Linked DNA regions of Pan troglodytes: all the other regions are linked to region 3. Evidence: chromatin contacts called from public HiChIP or PLAC-seq data. All regions are on one chromosome and are shown on one strand. The core of a region is the stretch at or near the end of the contact, and the rest is flanking DNA. Distances in the headings are between cores, read along the strand shown.

The links. HiChIP or PLAC-seq counts read pairs in DNA pulled down with a chosen protein or histone mark.
Region 1: an H3K4me3 HiChIP or PLAC-seq map of stem cell-derived excitatory neurons shows a contact between it and region 3, with 4 times the contacts expected there. The contact joins the promoter of OSGEPL1 here to the promoter of MSTN in region 3. A contact is called at or near these places in 1 of 7 Hi-C or Micro-C datasets (blood) and 1 of 1 datasets of contacts at active chromatin or transcription factors (stem cell-derived excitatory neurons).
Region 2: an H3K4me3 HiChIP or PLAC-seq map of stem cell-derived excitatory neurons shows a contact between it and region 3, with 6 times the contacts expected there. The contact joins the promoter of ASDURF here to the promoter of MSTN in region 3. A contact is called at or near these places in 1 of 7 Hi-C or Micro-C datasets (stem cell-derived neural progenitor cells) and 1 of 1 datasets of contacts at active chromatin or transcription factors (stem cell-derived excitatory neurons).

Annotation. Positions count from the first base shown.
Region 1 is chr13:91,825,481-91,829,823 of NHGRI_mPanTro3-v2.0_pri, forward strand. It overlaps OSGEPL1 (O-sialoglycoprotein endopeptidase like 1), which reads right to left and starts at 2,775. Exons shown (of 9, transcript XM_063791363.1): 1 at 2,269-2,775; 2 at 1,007-1,247. The coding sequence starts at 1,227. LOC129143426 (a long non-coding RNA gene) reads left to right here and starts at 2,494. Exons shown (of 2, transcript XR_008546847.1): 1 at 2,494-2,576.
Region 2 is chr13:91,725,161-91,729,657 of NHGRI_mPanTro3-v2.0_pri, forward strand. ASDURF (ASNSD1 upstream open reading frame) reads left to right here and starts at 1,491. Exons shown (of 6, transcript XM_024354974.3): 1 at 1,491-1,693; 2 at 3,966-4,019. The coding sequence starts at 1,604.
Region 3 is chr13:92,131,874-92,136,317 of NHGRI_mPanTro3-v2.0_pri, forward strand. It overlaps MSTN (myostatin), which reads right to left and starts at 3,024. Exons shown (of 3, transcript NM_001079919.1): 1 at 2,652-3,024; 2 at 493-866. The coding sequence starts at 3,024. All of the region lies in intron 2 of C2BH2orf88 (chromosome 2B C2orf88 homolog), which reads left to right.

The DNA.
Region 1 (4,343 bases), core at 1,525-4,024, 310 kb before region 3:
CCCCACCTCCCAAGAGTATTTTAATATATTCTAAATTAGCTACTAATGTAAAAAATCTGCAAATACGACATTAACAATCTGGATTTCCAGCCGGGCGCGGTGTCTCACGCCTGTAATCCCCGCACTTTGGGAGGCCGAGGTAGGTGGATCAAGAGGTCAGGAGATTGAGACCATCCTGGCCAACATGGTGAAACCCCGTCTCTACTAAAATGCAAAAAATCAGCTGGGCGTGGTGGTGCGTGCAGGTAGTCCCAGCTACTTGGGAGGCTGAGACAGGGGAATCGTTTGAACTCGAGAGGCGGAGATTACAGTGAGCCGAGATCATGCCACTGCACTCCAGCCTGGTGACAGAGTGAGACTCTGTCTCACCAAAAAAAAAAAAAAAAAAAAAAAATCTGGATTTCCATTTTTCCTTGAAAATTATAATAATCTAATAACACAGGTCCTGCATTCCCACATGACAACTGGCTAGAGCTGAGTAGTGACCTCCTCCAGACATTTTTCACTTTTTATCTTGTCCATTTATTTAGGTAACCTGCCTGGTAGTCCTCTACAAACATCACAGTTTATAATCCTTGCACCATTCTATGCTTTAATACAATAGTGTATTATTATTTATTTAAGTACTAATACAAGTTATATGTATACATATGAATAGGATTTTTTTTTTTCAATGACTAACAGTTTTCCTAGGACTTCAGCTGAGACCATGAAACATAGAAGTGGAGAAAAGAAGGAATGCATTACTGAAGGAAAATCAATAAATACGGAAGCTGGGAATGAGCTCAGTTTCTTTTGGCAACAGGATTAGTTAAGGTTGGGACCTTATTGTGAAGACCCTTAAAAGCCAGGAGGAAGTGTTTGAGGTTTTCTATAGCAGTTATTAAAAGTGTTTGCAAAAAGGAATAAGACAGTAGCTCCTGAAAACTTTTATATATGACAAATACAAAAGAATGATTTTACTTTTTCCAAAAAAGTGGAAATGACTAAGATAATGTCTACTTACCTTAAATGAACTTCAGTTTGGGAATGTATTGCTTCTCCCAACACATTTCCAGTTTCATCCACCACAGCAGCTGCTGTATCATCACAACTGGTTTCAATTCCCAATACTATTTTATGAAGAAATAGTGTTCCAGGATGAAAATTAAAACTTCTTAAAAATTCATAAACTTTCCTTTTTGATGGTTTAAAAAAAACTCCTGCAGTCTTAGTCAAGATTAGCATACTTACTCTATAGATAATTCCTGAAAAAGAATTACAGAAACAACTTATTATTTGCAACTGACATTAGCCAGCTTATTTTTCAATATATAGTTTTACAGAATTACAGGAAAGTTTGTAAAAGTCACCAAAAGTTTGTAAAGGCTATAGCAACATGGGAATATAAATAATATTATGAATGAATATAATGTTCTCCAAGGGGGAAAACAGGGGTCAGATATAAAATTTTTTAGTATTATTACTTGCATGCTGTTCCTACCAAAAGACTTATTATTAAGACAGCTAATATAAAGTACAATAATTGATAGAGTCCTCTGAAAAGTGCTATTTATTTTTTGACAGCTAAAATTAAGACAAAATGTGGATTTTCTAAAAAGAATCAAACAACAAAGGCAGATGGAACACATAAAAATACTGTTAATGTATTCCATCTCCTAAAAACATCTTTCAAAATAAAACTGGATCATTTGGTTCAAAAACAAGAGTTAACATAAACACACACACGCCAACTGCAACCTAACACCTATTTTATCCTTAATTACAATCTTTGGAATTAAATCTCCACTTTTTGCTACAGGTTTTGTCATAACAAGGATCTTCCCAAATCCTTTTCCCCCAAAATAATAGCAGCCCATCACTAAAGCACACTAGTATTTTCACACTGCGAAGCACCTAATTTTATGCCCCCAGATCATCCGTTCTAAAACTTTCTGGGTGTTAAAGCAGGGCCTTTCTCCACCACACTAAAGGGACACGGCATCCCAGGGATTAGAGATGAGCGACCTATTTGCAGAAGGCAGTTGCAGGCAGTGCAGCCCAGACAGACACAACCTAGAGGAATTAGATTTGCATTAACAAAATCTGGACAAGGAGGATTGTACGAAGCACTACCCTTTCGGGCCAAGAAAGCTGCAGGGTGAACCCACGTGACTTGGGTAGCGCTGGTCTCCTGTCGGCTGTAGGGCTGCGACGGGCGCAAACTGGAACCGCTTTTCCAGGTGCGCAAAAGCCTCAGTGGGGTGAAGAGTGAGCAATTTCACCCACCTTCCTCTTGGGCGGCAGTAGCTAGCACTTGTCTCCTTTCCCTACTAAAGACTGTCGACTGCCCTTATTGCTGCAGGAGAAAGCCCGAACCTGGCGCCCGGAAGTGATGTCATCGTAACTGTGCAAGGTCCCGTCCAGAGCTGGCTGCTGTTCCGCTAGCGAGCGGCATGCTTAGTGAAGAAAAGCTTAAAGGCCGTCTTTGCCCAAAACGCTCTCTGTGCGCGCCTGCATTTCCCCCAGATTTGCAGGTGATGAGAGTTCTGTAAAATTACACAGCTAGTGACTGATCCAGCGGAGGCCGAATACAGGTTTGTCTGACTACACAACATCAAGTTCCAAACACTAAGCTACATTAAAAAGAAATTTTTTTTTTGCCCTTGGCTGGAATTTGGTTGCTACTGTGAGAAAAGGATGGGGTAGGTTATTCGTCATTCATTTTTAAGGGAACTACCATCAAATCTAAACGTAGGGGTGAGGTACCTGATACTTTCATCGGAGAAATAGGATGGAATCTAGCGGCGCCCCCTAGCAGGGTTACCAAAGAACGGAAGTGTTTCTCGTCGGACAGTGTAAACCGTTTCTCCCACTTCACTAGGAAGAAAGGGGCTGGCTTATTTTTACAATTAAAAAAAAAAAAAAAAAAACCTCGGGAGACTGAGGCAGGAGAACTGCTTGAACTGGGACCCGGGAGGCGGAGGTAGCAGTGAGCCGAGATCGCGCCACTGCACTCCAGCCTGAGCTACAGAGCGAGACTCTGTCTCAAAAAAGAAGAAGAAGAAAAAAAAAGGCTGTGGTAAATATTCAGTTGCCTTAAACTATCCTATTTTCATAATGCATTATATTGTCCTTCCTTACTATGTACACGAAATTCAGCATGGTATGTTTTCAAAGTCTTGCACCTGCTTTTTTTTTTTTTTTTCTTTTATTGGTTTGTGAACTTTGTTTTGAACATTGTTTGGACAGATTTATTCCAAGAGTCAGGCTTTTCCCCTGCTGGTATTTAAGATTTTAGTAAGCAAGGACCTTAGAATCCACTGTTGTACAGGGCTGGCATATATACCTGCACTTTGCACGTTGTGAAGCTCTGGGTATAAAAGATGAGTAAATCCCATAACAACATGTTGGGAAGCCACAGAGTACAGTCTAGAGGTGGATACAGATAAATAAGTAAATAATTACCAGAATATGGTTGAGGTTTTTTAGTTGGAACTTATGTTTTTCAAAAATTTCATTTATGTGTAACAATAATGATAAAGTGGCACTATGTACCAGGCACCTGCTGTAGATTAATTTCTTTCAAAATCCCATGAAATAGTTTCTGTCCTCATTTTACAGGCAACTGGGCCACAGAGTTTGGGTGCTTTGGAGGTCACACAACTAGGAAAAGCAAAGCTAGGATTAGAAGTCAGGCCATCTGGCACTGGAGTCTGTTTTCTTAACTGCTAGAAGAGAAAATAACTCACATTTTCTCTAGGGTGCACTGTTGGCCTAAACAAGGGAAAAAAGAAAAATTAAAACCTAAAAGTTAAGAAAAAGTAGTCATACGGTTAGAGAGGTCAGAGGTTATTTCTGTTATACACTGGAATCCAGTTTGAACATAAAATCTTTCACATCAGGTATTATTTTTCTTACAATTCCAATTATGTTCAGCAGGTATATCCCAATGCTCTTCTGTGCTGTCAAGACAAGCAAGATCCTATTGTGTGTGCTATCATTGGTAGATTCCTCGTCTAGGCACTCTTGGCCAGTGTTGAGTCCGAATGCTGTTATTATGTGAAACAGGAGAACTCTAGGGCACATTAGTATGGAATTTTATCTTTCCCTTGACCGAATATATGTGAAGTGGCACTTATACAAGTCCCATGTATTTAGCAAAGATATACATTTTTTATGTTCTTTATTGTAACATAGGAGAGGGTTATTGGGGGAAAGGCATGTATGCTCTCTGAGGCCTGTCTGTACTTTTATGCAGATAGTTAGAATGACACTCATGGGCATTCTCAAAAAATATGGCCTATGTAAGTTCAACATAAATCGAGAGTTCCAGCTGAATCTAGATATGCTTATTTGGTCTC
Region 2 (4,497 bases), core at 241-2,740, 410 kb before region 3:
TCTTCTGCTTGAGCGGCCTTTATGTTAAAACAAACAAACAAAACCTTACTAGCCCACATCTCAAATAGCTGTCCTCCTTCCCTCTCAGTGGACACAAAAGTAATTAATTTGAGCTCACAAACAATAAACAAAAAGACTTACAAACTCGCTTCTCTATCACCTCTCTTATTTATTTATTTGAACCCCTGGCCTCAAGTAATCCTCCCACCTCAGCCCCGAGTGGTTGCGATTACAGGTTTGAGCCACTGCACCTATCTACCTCTCTACCAATGAGACTAGACGTCCATCATCCAACAGATACCACCAAATGCTTAGACCACAAAACCAAACTCCCAATCATTGCTGCTATCAATGTATCAGTAATGTATAAGTTATACCTGAATAACTTATCAGGAATGTACAAATCAGAAATGAAAACACAATCTTTAAAAATCAATTATAAAGGAAAAATATATAACCACTTGGGATTTCTGTAAGAGCAAATAAAAAACATGCCTGGCCTTAAACAACCCATGATGTATACATTTCTTTCGCCAGACAGTTTGATTCATCACATAAATCCAGTTGGGCATCTCTGTGGAAACTTAAGATTTCCAATAATACAGTATAATTCTCAAAAACCTAAAATCATGTCTCTAATGTGAACATAAAATATATACATGTCAAACTTTTATTCAACTCATTGGTTAGTGAGGGAACCGATGACTTTAAAACCAATACAGAATATTAGAGAAGCTAGGCATATATTAATAAAGAAATGTTAGGAAAGAATGCAGGGTTAGATACAAAACTGACTAATGTGTTGCAGAACAATAAATCATAACCTGTGTTGGTATCTGGTACAACAAAAAATTATTTGCATCTCTACCAAACCAAAATCTCTACCAAAGTTAACCTTTGCCCCTACAGAATTGTAAAACAGCCCAGTCAATATAATAAAGTCAAGTCCAGAGCAGCACTGAAAGAGCATCCAGTAAATAAATCTCTTTTGCCTATTTCCAAGTTTTAGTCATTTTTTCCACAGAAATGAGATATTGCAAATATTGCACGGGACATAGATGCACTAAAAAACTATTAATTCATCTGAAGTTCATACTGTATTTTATCCGGCAACCCTAACCACGAGTTAACCAAAACTTTACCAAGTCTGTACAGTTCTTTTGCCAACACGGTATCTCTTAAATCTGTTCCTTAGCTTCATCTTTCCCTAGATAATAAATATCATATTAAGCGCTGTTTCTATTGCACGACTATTCTTCATATTTACCACTGGAGGGCGCACAGAACTCGTAGTATACTAGATAAGAGGTCATGAAGAAACCACCTGAGCGTTTCTGCATCTCAACCACAAGAGGCCAGTACAGGAACCTCAGATTTTGCAACCAGACTGTTTACTCGCTCCCTAAGCAGCCATGCGCAGGCGCGAAACTCCTCCCCAGGCCAGACCCGGCCTGCGCATGCGTTCAAGTGAGCGCGCAGACGCTATTGGTAAGACTCGCGGGAAAAGAAAGGGTGAGCGCGGCTGGAAGCGCGCATGCGCTGTGGCTAATGCCGTAGGCTCCTTCAGGGCTGAGCCATCCCGCGTGTCTTGCGCTCGGTGGAAATGCCCAGCCGAGGGACGCGACCAGAGGACAGCTCTGTGCTGATCCCCACCGACAATTCGACCCCACACAAGGAGGATCTAAGCAGCAAGGTGAGTGTGAGACGCGACGAAAAGGCTCCTGGACTCGGGACCGGGCGCCACTGGACCCTGAAGGTGGTCCGCAGCGGGCAGCGTGGGGCCTCGGCTTTGCCCTGCTACTTTGCTCTTTTTATTCATAGCACTTGACAGCCACAGTTAGTCCTTTTATTTTCCGAAAACAGTTGCGAAAAGGGAGATCTTGAAATTTGTCCCGAGACGACCCAGGTGGCAGTGGGGCGGAGTTTTGGTTGGGTGTTTTCCTCCCTAGTCTTTTTAAACTTTTGGAAATACCGCCCACCCCAAATCTGTTCCATCAAAGATATTCTCCATCCAGTTAACCATGCCAGCAACCCGGGGTCCATCCTTCACCCCCATCATGGAAGCCTATCAGTTCTACCTTTGAAGCTCATTTCAAATATGTCCCTTTATCACCGTGAACACTCTTACCACCCCAAATAAGCCACTGTCATCTGCTATCGGGACCCCTGCCCCCGGCAAGGCCTTCCTAAGCGGTCTCTCCTCATCCACCTGTTAGCTGCTGCTTCTCCGTTAACCAGAGCAATGGTCCTAAAACACGCATTGGGTTGTCACTCATACCAAACTGGGGGAGAGAGGAAGCCAATATAATATAAGCCTTAACTGCCATAAACAAACAACCTTTAAAGATAAATGGGGGTGGGGAGGGTTATAGCCCTTCAGGTATTACATGTCCTAGATTCTACTTTGGTTCTGTCCCAAACTTACAATGACATCTTGGGCAAGTCTCTTTAATCTTTCTGTATCAGTTACCTTCTTTGAAGTAAAGTGAAATGTACACCTGTCATTCCTAAAATGGGAAAGCCCTGTATAAATGTTAAGTCTCAAAGAATGTTTACAAATTTGGCCTTGGAATTCAACCTCATTACTACAGCTCTGCCAACGGGGGAGACAGAAAGGTGCACACTCATGGGGATTGGGGGTGAATTTTCAAAAGACACACAGCCCATTCTGATTACCACCATAGCAAGCCACTTACGCATACTGGTGGTTACAGATCCCTGAGGTGTGTGTGAGGTAGCATAAATATGATAAAAGCTGCTTTTAGAGGCTCTTGTGATACTATGTAATCAGTCATGTTCACAAAATAAATAGAGTTAAAAAGAAACTTAGTTTTCACTTAGTTGAGCCCTCCCCTACAAATAAATGAAGCCCAGGCCAGCATGGTGGCCCAGGCCTGTAGTCCCAGCTACTCGGAGGCTAAGGTGTGAGAATCGCCTGAGCCCGGGAAGATCAAAGCTGCAGTGAGCCGTGATCGCACCACTGCACTCCAGCCTGGGTAACAGAGCAAGACCCTGTTTCAAAAAAAAAAAAAAAAAAAGCCCAGTTCAACAGTGCCAGCTCTATGCTAGTCATTGAGATAAAAAGAGGGAAAAATACAAAGATGGAACATGATAGGTCTTACTGTCCCCAAATAGGGCATTGCTTGATTCGAATGTTTGACTGCAGCACTTAGTACATAAAATCATGAAAATATTGAAAAAAGTAACCCACCCCTCATTCAATTTGCTTTTTTTTAAATCTAAATCACAACTTAATTTTCAATCTAAATCACAACTTAATTCCTTTTGGTGTATATCATATATATATTTTTTAAATTATTTATTTATTTTTTTTTTTGAGACGGAGTTTCACTCTTGTTGCCCAGGCTAGAGTGCAGTGGTGCAATCTTGGCTCACTGCAGCCTCCGCCTCCCGGGTTCAAGCAGTTCTCCTGCCTCAGCCTCCCGAATAGCTGGGATTACAGGCATGTGCCACTACGCTTGGCTAATTTTGTATTTTTAGTAGAGATGGGGTGTCTGCATGTTGGTCAGGCTGGTCTCGAACTCCCGACTTCAGGTGATCCGCCCGCCTTGGCCTCCCGAAGTGCTGGGATTACAGGCATGAGCCACCGCACCCGGCCTGGTGTATATCATATATTTTTAACAAAAGGTATAAACCTTGTTTAGTAACTGTAGTCCTTGGCATGATTGCTGGTTATGAACACGAAAATCCCTGTCTGGTCTTAATGGGTTACCTAACATTTTGCAAGTCTAATCACTGTTTTTTCTCCTCCAGCTTTTCCCGAACTCTACCCCCACACAGACTCCTGTTGAAAATGATCCGTATATTCACGAACTGCCCGTTTGGAAAACCAGTACATCATAGCCCCTTATCCCATCTCTAATTTTAAAACAACCCCTTAAGGGATTTTCATTGAGCATACTTTGAAAACATCTGACTTAAGGAGTTTTTCTTTATTTCAATAGATTAAAGAACAAAAAATTGTGGTGGATGAACTTTCTAACCTTAAGAAGAATAGGGTGAGTTATTATAGGAATTCTGAATAATATGTGGGAGGTTTATTTATGTTAACTATATATTAAAGTTATAAGAAGTATATATAAGATTTAATCATACTTTAATAAAATGTATAGTATTTCAGCATCTTTTAAAATTGCAAGTGTCTAGATTCTTTTTTTAAATGGATAGATCTCATAGCTGAAGATGTCTTTTTTCTATCATATGCCATTCACATTGCCTTTGCAACAAATGATACTAGTTGTATTTTGGTATCTTGGAGCTATAATCACTAATGATGTTTTATACCTGAATTTGATGTTTTCTTTTGATATAAACGAACTTTATATTGAGATGAGAAGAAACTTTTCTTTTAAATGAATGTGGATAATTATTGAACAAAAAAGGATACATTGCTTCCCCTCCCTCCAAAAAATTTTTACATAGATTTTCCTAAATGTGTAACATGGTTATTTAATGCCATTTCCATTAATATGTTAT
Region 3 (4,444 bases), core at 1,774-4,273:
AAATATCACTCTTAATCTCTCTGAATAAAACATTTAATTATAATTTTAAAAGGTTTATCTGTTTTATGCTAAGCCAAAAATCTTTAACACATTTGGCACCCTTCTGGGAGAAAAAAATAATGTTTGGATTTGTTGGTTTATGTAGTGAAATCCACTATATAGGGTTAATATTTTAATTCATACAGTCATGTATCATATTAATGAAAAGCACTTTATATTTCATTCCCAATTCAAAAGGACTTCTTAAGAAGTTAAGAAGTATGGCATAATTGTTTTCTAAAATCTTGATGCAAAGTAAGAGTATCAAGGGAGTGGTTCATAGGATATGAAATTGAACACCTACTTTTATTGGGTACAGGGCTACCGTCGGGGTAAGATACCTTTGTCTAGCTTATGAGCTTAGGGAATTTGTAGCTATTTTCCACTGTTGTTTATTCATATTATGAATAAAAACATAAGGTTATTATAATGTTATTTTCAGTTATCACTTACCAGCCCATCTTCTCCTGGTCCTGGGAAGGTTACAGCAAGATCATGACCATTCTCATCTAAAGCTTTTATTTCAATGCCTAAGTTGGATTCAGGTTGTTTGAGCCAATTTTGCAACACTGTCTTCACATCAATGCTCTGCCAAATACCAGTGCCTGGGTTCATGTCAAGTTTCAGAGATCGGATTCCAGTATACCTTGTACCGTCTTTCATAGGTTTGATGAGTCTCAGGATTTGCACAAACACTGTTGTAGGAGTCTCGACGGGTCTCAAATATATCCATAGTTGGGCCTTTACTACTTTATTGTATTGTATTTTAGAGCTAAATTTAAAGAAGCAACATTTGGGTTTTCCATCCACTTGCATTAGAAAATCAGCTATAAATGAATAAGAAAAGAAAAGTTGCTGAAATTATTTCCCATTAACAAAACCCCTCCATATTAATAGTTGAGCATTTTTTAAAATTAAGATAATGTATGCCTATGCAGTCTTTTAAAATGAAATACTGTGTGGAACTTTATAACTCAAAAAAATGTCAAAGAAAATAATTACCCTAGCTTTTCAGAATTTTTCAGACGTATGTATTTTCAGCTGTTCATCAGGAATCTATTCCCCTTCCAGAGAACTATGGACAAAGGAAGGTTCTATGAAGTAATGAACACTGAATGAAATTTTAAAATGATGATGATTAGAGAGAACAAGAGACACTGTGGAGGAACAACCACTTAGAATTCTTTGGGAATCTGAGTAGTTACACTTACTGAGCAGCTGTACCAATCAGTCTGGTAGAAGGAACCCTTCCCCCAGGCCTGAATTACCTGGGGACAAGACACACTGAGCAACTTACTGAGCCTCGGGAATTAGTAGAAAACACAGTACATCTGTTACATTTTGGCTTTGGAATAGCCTTTTAAAGGAGCAAAACTAAGCAGATAATTAACACAAAAATTTTGATGTTATATTCAGGCTATCTCAAAAGTTCAAAAGTATTGTCTTTAGGGCCAGGCTGTCATGTAAGCACAAGCACTAACAATTTCTTTTATTTTGGTTTTCCAAAATTGTCTATAAAAGGTAAATCTGCTCCAGACCTATTTGATAGCAGAGTCTTAAATGGAAATTCTTTGCTGCATTGTAACCTGATTACTTAATAAGGGAAATAATATTTTAAAACTGTTTGGAGTCTTGTTTAAAGTATATAAAGCATTGTATTAAAGCAAGATAACAGGTAACACAAAATTTTTCTTGCCATGCCTTCTCTGTCAAGGTGCCTGTTTCTCTTTCCTGGAGAAAGGATTCTTTTGAGCTGACTGCAAAAGGAATTGTATGAAATATGTTACCTGTCAGAAGCAGTGTAGATACCCCAGGTAAAAGCCCTCCCTCTCAGGAAGAATAAAATATTTTAGAAGGTTATTAAGCACTGTGCCTGCTTGGAAGTACACAAACTGGGTACTCTCAACAATAGTACTATGGTCAAGGTACAAGGAGGACTTTGTGAGCCATAACCTACCCAATTAAAATGTTTATTTCTTAGGCATTTTCTAATATTTAGTTCATGATGATTATTATGCTATGTTTACTTCATTATTGTTCTTACTAACACATTAAGATATTTAATTTTTGCATATTCTTCAGTGTAATAGCTCTCAAAATTAAATTTTTAACTGTGAAGAACAAAAAAATTTCTGAGAGAGTTTCAAACAACAGAAATCACTTTAGGTTTTCAGCAGTGCTCAAGTAAGTTTAAACATCCAGCAAGTTTCTTTTTTTTTCTGTTATTAGTGAAAAAAACTTATTTTACACAACTAAATACAATTCTAAAATCTAATGTAAGTTTTAAACACTGCTTGTAGTGTCTCCCAGTCCTTGCCTTGGTGGTATTATTGTGAAAGCATAAGCATGCTATCTATATTTGCCTTATTAAATTAATGCTATGCAAGTATTTTATTTTTCAGTTTTTTGTCTCTATAAGAAAACAAATAATGCAGCAGATTTTTGTCTCATTAATATATTCTCATGCAATCTTGAAAAAGAGAAACTCTTTTCCTTTCTACTTACATACAGGCCAACAGCTTGTTAAAAGAGCCTGAAAATAGATCTGTTTCTCATAAACACTAGAACAACAGTCAGCAGAACTGTTGATATACACTAATAGGACTACTTACACTCTGTAGGCATGGTAATGATTGTTTCCGTTGTAGCGTGATAATCGTCATCTTCCAAAGAGCCATCGCTGCTGTCATCCCTCTGGACATCATACTGATCAATCAGTTCCCGGAGTGGAGGAGCTTTGGGTAAAAGTTGTCTTATAGCATCTTTGCTGATGTTAGGAGCTGTTTCCAGACGAAGTTTACTGAGGATTTGTATCTTAATGGCTTCTATTCTTGAAGATTTAGTGTTTTGTCTCCAAGTACATGCATTACACAGCCCCTCTTTTTCCACATTTTCTTTTTGCTCACTGTTCTCATTTAGATCCACTGGACCAGCAACAATCAGCATAAACAGGTAAATATAAACACAGAGTTGCAGTTTTTGCATGATTTTAAAATCAATATAATCTTTTTTTCTTGTTCTTGTTTCTTCCTTTTACTTTTCTTTTGCTTTTGAGTAATGCCAAGCAAAATTTTAATGCATGTACAGTCTGAGAGACAACTTGCCACACCAGTGAATCTTTTATACTGTATTCCAAGTGGCTTTTTATATTCCAACTTAGATGAGACAAGTGTCGTCAGGATCTATGATTGGCTCTTGCTCCACAATGAATCTCGCTGTCAGAGGTTAAAACCCTGTCTGTCACAAGTCACCAAGCAGTATTTTGTTACAGTCAAGGGTGAGCTGATTCATTTGACTACTTCATAAAAGAAATAAATCTACAAATAATAAAAGTTATTTGTGACATTTGAAAAACAAAAGTCTATGTTGGCAATAATATAAACTGTACTTAAATCTTACTAATCCTCACACAACTCTTATTGTAATTTAAATAAGTCAATTTTAATTTATACTACATATTTAAAATATGAAATATTACTTCCTCAAAAACTAAAATGATTTTATATTGTTTAGGCAAGTATTTGAAGTAGAAAATATTTTTATTTGTTGTATTAAATTATTTTTAGTGCCAAGTAATTAGGAAAATAAAAATTAGGAAGACCTGAATTAAAAGTTAAGATGATGATACTAGTTGAGAATTTTCATCTGTAATTTGAGAAACTTGTTTTCTGACTAAATTCTTAGTAAATATTGGAAGTCATTGTTATTATAATATATTGTGCATGGAATTATTTTTACATAGTTTAATGTCTTTTATTAATATGAAAATTATACTGAACTTTTGACTGAGTGCTATTATTTCCTATTCTAAAGATGCAGATTAACATAACTCAGAAGATGTGTTTTTCATTGTTTATTACCAAGAGGGTAATGTCAGCTAGTAGAAAAATCTCTGAACATAGATAATGAATTTTATAACTGGCATGGCAGAGCTTATTACAGTTTGCCTCAGATTTCCAGCAGTAAATATCCAGAGAGTAAAAAGTGCAGTATCTATTCTCTATAAATTATATCAGAATATTATGAGCACATAAAAGAGAAAGAGCATCATGATAAAGGGGTGACCTTTTGTTGTTTCCCAATACTGCAATATGTTTGCACCCCTTTGCCAATTTCTCATTTTGACCAGAGGGCAGACACCTGGCAGGGATTTGGGGTAAAGTCTGGGAGCAGAGAATAGAGCTTTTTGTTCTCTAAATTTAAGTGGCCTCTGTAGGGATCAAACGTTCAACCTTAGCTTTGGGAGCCACAAGATCTAGTCAAATGAACTATTAAAGAGCTAAGCAAACATAGCCAGCAAGAAACAGAAGATATTTCCAGGCCAAAGGAGATTTCTTTTTCCTACTCCTTTTTGGGAAGCTAAGGATTCCTAAGAGATTTAGTCCATTACTTTTTTTTTCCAAGA